Linked DNA regions of Sus scrofa: region 1 is linked to region 2. The links are chromatin contacts, called in public Hi-C maps. All regions are on one chromosome and are shown on one strand. Each heading gives the region's core, a stretch centred on a gene start, on an enhancer-like site or on the middle of the called end of the contact. The rest is flanking DNA. Distances are from core to core; before and after follow the strand shown. Region 1 overlaps GPAT3 (glycerol-3-phosphate acyltransferase 3). Region 2 overlaps LOC106507813 (a long non-coding RNA gene).

What was found. A called contact is a pair of places that touch in the nucleus more often than the background predicts.
Region 1: a contact with region 2 is called in a Hi-C map of skeletal muscle, with 1.7 times the contacts expected there. The contact joins two enhancer-like sites. A contact is called at or near these places in 9 of 47 Hi-C or Micro-C datasets (alveolar macrophages, embryonic fibroblasts, fetal heart ventricle and 3 more) and 1 of 2 datasets of contacts at active chromatin or transcription factors (skeletal muscle).

Annotation. Positions count from the first base shown.
Region 1 is chr8:134,966,393-134,970,577 of Sscrofa11.1, forward strand. It overlaps GPAT3 (glycerol-3-phosphate acyltransferase 3), which reads right to left. Exons shown (of 13, transcript XM_003129347.5): 3 at 93-159. Among named protein-coding and RNA genes, the nearest start is that of GPAT3, 34 kb to the right of the region's middle. Within about 2 kb of position 2,844, at least 3 of the 83 cell types and tissues checked have an H3K27ac peak or open chromatin away from gene starts, as enhancers often do. A contact at or near this core is called in skeletal muscle, where this site is marked.
Region 2 is chr8:134,898,475-134,902,210 of Sscrofa11.1, forward strand. All of the region lies in intron 1 of LOC106507813 (a long non-coding RNA gene), which reads right to left. Among named protein-coding and RNA genes, the nearest start is that of GPAT3, 100 kb to the right of the region's middle. Within about 2 kb of position 1,662, at least 12 of the 83 cell types and tissues checked have an H3K27ac peak or open chromatin away from gene starts, as enhancers often do. A contact at or near this core is called in skeletal muscle, where this site is marked.

The sequences.
Region 1 (4,185 bases), core at 1,594-4,093, 69 kb after region 2:
ACTATTCTATGCATATTTCAAGTTCAAATTGGGGAGATGAAAATATACCCAATTTGGATATTTTAACCACCGTAATGAAAAGGAAGACTTACCAACAGAAGCTGAGTTTTTAAGAACTGACTCCTTTGAGGCTCCTTTTTCAATTCGTATTGTGGCCCACTGTTCAAAAACAAGAAGTATTAATGTAAACTGTGCCACAAACAGAATGTAAAATATTTAAGCCATGCCTGTACAGACATGAAATTAATTATTAAGTCCTGGTGCTATGTGAATTGAAGAGATAACCCCACTGAATCTCTGATACAACAGTATTCCAAGTCCCAGGTGTACTCTTATATTAGTTACTGATAATGCCCAAATAAAATGGGGGAAAAAATCAGGTTTACCTTATTAAACCCTCACACACACCTGGAACCCCAATAACTTACTCCTTGGAAAGGTCATGAAGCATGAAGGGCAAGAGCTCAGATTATGGCATCAAGTCTACCTGGGTTTAAAGTTACCAAATCCCCCTCGGTTTCCCCACCTGTAAAATGAGGATAATAGTTCCTATCCCACAGGATTGCTATGAGGATCAAATGAGACCGACACATGCAAAAACATAAACAGAGGTCACAAAGAATACTATTTTCACAACAAATCAGGTATTCAAGGGTGAGACACACTCAAAGATGCCAAATTGCCGACATCTGAAATAATCCTGCAAAAGCTATGCACACTGTGGTATATGGAATGACTGGCCAGCTGGGACAGGCTGTATAGCACAGGGAACTCAAGCCAGTATTCTGTGATGGTCTGTGTGGGGAAAAACCTGAAAGAGAATGGATGTGTGTACATGTATAATTGAATCACTTTGCTGTACAGCAGAAATTATCACAACATTGAAAATCAACTCTATTTCAATAAAATTTTTTTTTAAATGAAAGAAAAAGAATAAAGAAAAGTGTAAGGAAATATACCAAGATGTGCTTTGCTCTTTTCTCCTTTATGTATTTTGCATGCACCTCCAAAATTATCTACCATTCATATCATAGGTCAAAAGCTGCAAGTGACCTCTTTTTACAGCGCTCAGGAAAATCCCAATGTCTATTTTTCTAGCTTAGAAAAGGAACAATTAAAATATTACTTAGACGAGAGATAATATAAGAAAAGGAATGTTGGGAGTTCCCACTGTGGCTCAGTGGTAACAAACCTGACTAGTATCCATGAGGACTCGGGTTCGATCCCAGGCCTCACTCAGAGTGTTAAGGATCTGGCATTGCCATGAGCTGTGCTGTAGGATGCAGATGCAGCTCAGATCTGGCATTGCTGTGGCTGTGGTGTAGGCCAGCAGCTATATACAGCTCCGATTGGACCCCTAGCCCAGAAACTTCATATGCTGCAGGTTGAGCCATAAAAAGACAAAAAAAAAAAAAAAAAGGGAATGTTTACATATGTGTGACTGGATCACTTTACAGCAGAAATAGGTACAACCTTGTAAATCAACCAGACTTTAATAAAAAAAAAAATTTTAACTAAAAAATAAAATATTACTTAGATGATTATAATTCTAGAAGCTAACAATGTTTAAAAAGACTTGATTTGGGGAGGTGGGAGAAGAGTGAAACAAGAGGTAAAGGCATTGTGGTAACTACAATTAGGACTTGGGAACCCCTGAAGGAGCAAAGAGACAGAATTTATTAAATATGTGAAGGCAAAAACCTGTTTCTGCTAAGCTTAGAAAAGATTAAAAAGAGAGGTCAAAAAAATTTTTTTTCAAATAAATAAGGAAGCAAATGATAGAGAATAAAGAACCTAAAACATGTACATGATGGTCAAGGAGTAACACATGATCTGACTACGTCAGGTGCCCACACAACATCCCAAAGATTAAAGTAGGAACATGACGTTATGCTTAGAAAACAGCCTATAAATAGAGGCCTAATCTTCCCAGCTTCGAGTGGCAAATCCCAAATGATAACAGGCTCAGAGTCTTAAACTGGCTGCATTCTTTTCTCTTCCTTGATGAACTGGGGAAGGAATTCTCAAGCTCTAACCTCCCACCTTTTCTCAATAGAGGTAAAGGTTTATTTTCCATAGTTTTTCATTTAAAAGTCTATTATCAGTTGTTAAGTAGACCAACGATACGATGAAAATAAAATTTTGTAAATAATCAATCACCCTTATTCTGGAGTTCACTTTTTTTTTCTATTGTGGGTGTGTGATCTTTATATTTTACAATTTTTTCCCATCTTTTTGCCATTTATTGGGCTGCTCCCGTGGCACATGGAGGTTCCCAGGCTAGGGGTTGAATCAGAGCCTTAGCCACTGGCCTACACCCAGACACGGCAATGTGGGATCCGAGCCACCGCTGTGACCTACACCACAGCTCACAGCAATGCTAGATCCTTAACCCACCGAGCGAGGCCAGGGATCGAATCCCCGACCTCATGGATACTAGTCGGGTTCGTTAACTGCTGAGCCTCGATGGGAACTCCCTGTATTTTATATAAATGATATTTCCCTTAGACGAAGACAATTAGTCCATGCTCATATGATGGAAGATATTGGTATTCTGTGGCTATTACGTGCTTAAGTGTATCCCCCACCCTTCTGAAAGATATTCATGTGTTGAAGCCCTAACCCCAGCCCCCTCTGAATGTGACTCTACTGGAAATTGGCCATTAAAAAGGTGACTAAGTTTAAAATGAGGCCCTTAGGGTGAAGTGTCCTTAGAAGAGGAAGAGAGCCAGGGCCTGTGCAGAGGACACAGCAAGACGGCACCATCTACAAGCCGAGCGGAGAGGCCGAAGCAGAAACCCAACCTGCCAATACCCTGATCTTGGACTTCAGCCTCCAGAGCTGTGAGAAAATAAATGCTCATGGTCTAAGCCGCCCAGTCTGCGGAACTTCCTGGCGGCAGCACACTCATGCCAGGGCCGTCCTCCAAAAGCACGAGGCGCTCCAAAGAGCTCCCTGTCCCATCATCACACACGTTTCAGAAAACAGATCCTCTCCTGAAATGCTAACGCCAAAGTCTGTTGCAGTGCTGGAGACCAGCAGGTTTTAAGTCACCTAGTGCCAAGGGGAATCTGGACAGGAAACCCCAATTTCCGTCTCGGGGGCCGACTCTCCAGTGAAAGTGACCAAAGGCCCACATTCTGAAGCCCAACATGCAGACGTACACACGACCTGCAGCTGTGCCACTGCCTTGCTCTCACCCTTTCAGACAAGATCTCAACCTCCCGTGGCCTCAGTTTCATCATCTCTAAACAGCATCAAGGTGGTTGTAAAGATGAAAGGAGATAGGGAGTTTCCGTCGTGGCGCAGGGGAAACGAATCCGACTAGCATCCCTAAGGACACAGGTTTGATCCTAGGCCTCGCTCAGCAGGTTGGGGATCCAGCATTGCTGTGAGCTGGGTGTGGGTCAAAGATAAAGCCCGTATCCCGCATTGCTGTGGCGTAGGCCGGCAGCTATAGCTCTGATCTGACCCTTAGGCTGGGAACCTCCATATGCTGTGGGTGTGGCCCTGGAAAGCAAAAAAAAAAAAAAAAAGATTAAAGGAGATAACCTAGCCAAGGACCACCACACAATCGGTCATATGGTAGAAAAATGTTGGCGTCCTCCTCCTTCCCCACGTCCCGCTTTATGTGGGCACCAAAATGATCAGTTTTTTCCAGACCATCAGTGCATCTCCCAATTAACAGCTGTTTCTCTTTTACCACACCAGCCTCTCTAGCTGATCAGGTAAGCCCCAACACAGAGGCAGAAGTTCTCTTCAGAGGTTCTAACTCCCTCGAGGTACCACAGGACAGACACATCTGCCTCAAGGTACCATGAAAGCAGCAGCTCTGTCTGCAAAGGGCCCTGAAGATAACAGCTTCTAACACGCCCAGATCCCCCTACCCCATATCACTCCCCTACTAAGGAGAGTGACAGCTTTCATTCAGATTTTCACTCCTCCTAATTTCAGAATCCTCGTGGAAGGAAACAAGTAGCTGTCCACAATTCACTGAGAAGAAAGGGTTTAGTCTAATTTTTAAAGTTTAGGCCAAAAGCTGTCAAAAAAGTGACACTGTCACCTAGACAATTCAACTTTCAGTTTTCATACTAAAAAGACATTTAAGGAGTTCCCATCACGGCGCAGCAGAAACGAATCTGACTAGGAACCATGAGGTTGCAGGTTTGATCCCTGGACCTGCTC
Region 2 (3,736 bases), core at 412-2,911:
GTTGCGTGGAGGGGGCAGGAGAGGGCAAAGAAGGCTCAGGTGTTGCCAGCCACGCTGATGAGGAGACAAAGTGAGAAAGAAGAACCAAAGGACATACAATGTCCATAAGGTAGGAAAGCAATGAAAACTCCACCGCAAACCACTAGACTCACAGAAAACAAGGGATGAGGAGTGGCAGCACATTTGAAAAATACAGCAGTAAAATATTTATGGGAGAAATGTCTTCAAAGTGTAGCAAGTGTGGCTCCATCTCTCAAACTGTGGGCCTTAGGTGGGCCCCCTCAGCTCCGCGGACCTCACTTCTCTCCATCTGAAAATGAGGATGAGAATTTTTACTGGTAGAGCTGGAGTCCCTGGTACACAGAACACACAGCAGCAATGACTGTTGCACCTCGAAGAGTAAGAAAGGCATACCTGGCTGGTCACCAATTCTTGGTGGTGTGGCTCAAACAGATCCACCTGTTGAAGCCACAGCAGGTCAAGTTCCTTTCCCTTCCAGGAAATTACATGAATCTAGTGGAGGGGGCAGTGAGGAAGGCAAGGAGAAACACCATCTCCCTCACCCTTATTTGAACTCAGGCGTTTCTAAATAATGCCGAGCACTTCTCCTGGCCACTGGCAAATCGGCCAACATGGCAGGGGCCACATCTAGCCCCTCCGCAAGGAGCCCCAGTGGGCAGCCGCAGAACCCAGGGCTCAAAAGCCTGACTCACCAGCCCTGGCCGCCCTCCACCCTCACCACCAAGAGAAGGTAGGGACATCTAGCCTGAGACCAGAGAAAGATCTGCTGGCAACCTTAGCACCTGCACCAAGGACACACCCACAGGCAATCGGCCCACCCAGGTGAAAAATTAACATTTGTTCCTTCCCAATCAGAGGGTCCTGGGGAAAGGTTCTAATTCAGTGACCACTGAAGGAATGAATGAATCAATGTCTCTAAGCTTTTGTTCAGAAAGTTGGGCTACAGATATAGGACAGGTGATTAGCCAGCAAAGTATTTTGAACTATTCCAGAAGATCCACTCTCTTAATTTCATCTGTAAGTATGACAGGAGTAGAACAAAATCTCCTGAATTGGAATTTATCAGGAGCAGAAAGAAGGAAGAACTTTAAAACCTGTGGCCTGGGGGGTGGGGGGATGTGCCTGGGCTGTGGGATGGAAATCCTGTGAAATCAGATTGTTATGATCATTATACAACTACAGATGTGATCAATTCATTTGAGTAATAAAAAAATTTTTTTTAAGTAGAAAAAAAAATAAATAGATAATAAAAAAAATAAAACCTGTGGCCATGTAGCAATTTCCCATTAGTTTAAAAAAAAAAAAAAAGTTGCCAATACGTTATTTACTTTCTTAGCAGATGCAGTTGAACTTTTAGCCTCAGACTTTGGCTTGTGTCTAGGAAACTGAATTTTCTTCTAATGATGCAAGCAATTATTTGAGGAGACCACTTTAGAAGGAAATGAGATCAGTACTAGGAAATAAATGCTTCTTTCTCCAAAGCAAATCTTACCAGAATTCACATAACCACTTGAAATGCTTACACTTAAAAAAAATTCTGATCTGGCGTCACTTCAGTGACTACTATGCCTTTGTTGGCTGAATGGCTTATGCTGCCAAGACACAAGACTTTGATCCAAAACCACCCCAACAACGTGTTAAAAATAGCAAAGCAAAATGAACCGAGCAGAGGCAAAGCCAGGCTGAGTGTTGAAAGAATCACACTATAAATAGAAGAAAATAAAAGATCAAGAGAAAACAAGGTCAGAGAAAAACACCGAAATGTTTTTCTTTAACACAGATGGCAATCCCCAGGGCACAGTGAGAAAATGGGTTACTTTTTACAGGGCTTTATTGCAGGCTGTCATGGTTTATGCATTCTGAGTTTCTGCCGGTTGTTCTTCTGCAAAGCATCGCTCTCTCTCCTGACAACAGGAGTTTGTTTACAGAAGAAAAGCGCTGATACCTGCCTCCTCAGCTCCCCCTCAAAGTCTAACTAGGCACTGCAGAACCGCTAACTCCCAGGATTACTAAGCCCCTTTGAAAGTCTGTTCAATGATCCCCTTTGTGCTGGGAGTCGGAGTGGTGGGTCCACAGCCACGTCTAACATCCGCGGCCTAAGGAAATGCGTGTGTTTGCTGCTGAGGATGGAGGCCTCCTTCAGGCCACAGGGTAGAATCAGGCAAAGGTTACTAAGGAAAGGGCGTTCCCCTGCTGGCTCAGTGGGATAAGAACCCAGCTAGTATCCATGAGGATGCGGGTTCTATCCCTGGCCTCCCTCAGTGGGATCCGGCGTTGCCGTGAGCTGTGGTATAAGTTGAGGATGTGGCTCAGATCCTGAGTTGCTGTGGCTGTGGTGTACGATGGTGGCTGCAACTCCAACTCAACCCCTAGCCTGGGAACTTCCATATGCTGCAAGTATGGCCCTAAAAAGAAAATAATATAATAATAATAAACAATGACAGGGAGTCCTTATTGTGGCACAGTGGAAACAAATCCGACCAGTATCTGTGAGGATACAGGTTTGATCCCTGGCCTTGCTCAGTGGGTTAAGGATCCGGCGTTGCTGCAAGCTGCAGTGTAGGTTGTGGATGCGGCTCAGATCTGGCTTTGCTGTGGCTGCAGCTCTGATTGGATTCCCAGCCTGGGAACTTCCATATGCCATGGGTGCAACCCTAGACAAGACAAAAAACAAAGCAAAACAAAAAAAAGCAAAATACATAAATAAACAATGAGAGAGATTCAGGGCCTCAAATGCTCTTTTTCTCCATCTCACTCTAAAAAGGGAGAGGGAGACTTCTGCAAGTCTCCCTCCAGTTTCTCTGAGTTTGTGCTAACACTGCCCTGCCTCACACCGTCTGGGGCAACACACACACTGCTCTTTCTGCCTCAGACAGGTGTTCTACACCCGGCAGGAAGCTGCCAGAAGCTCCTGGGCACAATCACCTACCTTAGCTGGACTCAGGTTTAATTACACTAATACTTAATTAGCTTAATAGTTGATGCTGTCCAAAAAAGTGTCTGAGGGAGACATTTAAATCCTGTAAACATTCAACAAGGTTTATTGGACTTTCTATTTAAACCTTAAAATTAGGCCTTAATTAACTGAAGGGGGAAATGCCTTTAAAATGCACATTCATTGCTCCAAGGCCAGGCTTTCATTTTTGTCCCACAGGTCCTACGTTTTCACAGGGTTGCCTCAGAGTGACGCAGTGGAGGCTAAGGGAGATGAATGGGCCTCTGGGCCTTCAGAACTCCGTCCCTGATCCAGTGAAAGTATTATGTTTTGGAGTTCTAACAGAAATTTGAGTTGGGGAAAAAAAAATTCCCTAGCTAAAAAAAGTGCTAGTGGAGTTCTCTTGTGGCACATCAGGTTAAGGATCTGGTGTTGTCACTGCAACAGCTCAGGTCACTGCTGTGGGGCAGGTTCGATCCCTGGCCTGGAGACTTCCACGTGCCCAGGGCATGGCTGCAAGATTTTTTTTTTTTTAATAAAATTGAAAAAGTGCTTATATATGTACACATAGTATACACACACATTTACAAAATCATTTGTTTTAGGACTGTTTCATTTTCAACATACTATAGCCGAAAACTTAAACTCTAAATGCAAACCCATCTAGCTTAAGTAAGGGGAAAGGATTTTATCAACTACTGTATCTGTTATTCCATAGGGTTTCCGGCTTCGGGCATTAGTGAATGAAGGGTATCAAACTCTAACATCAGGACAAATCTC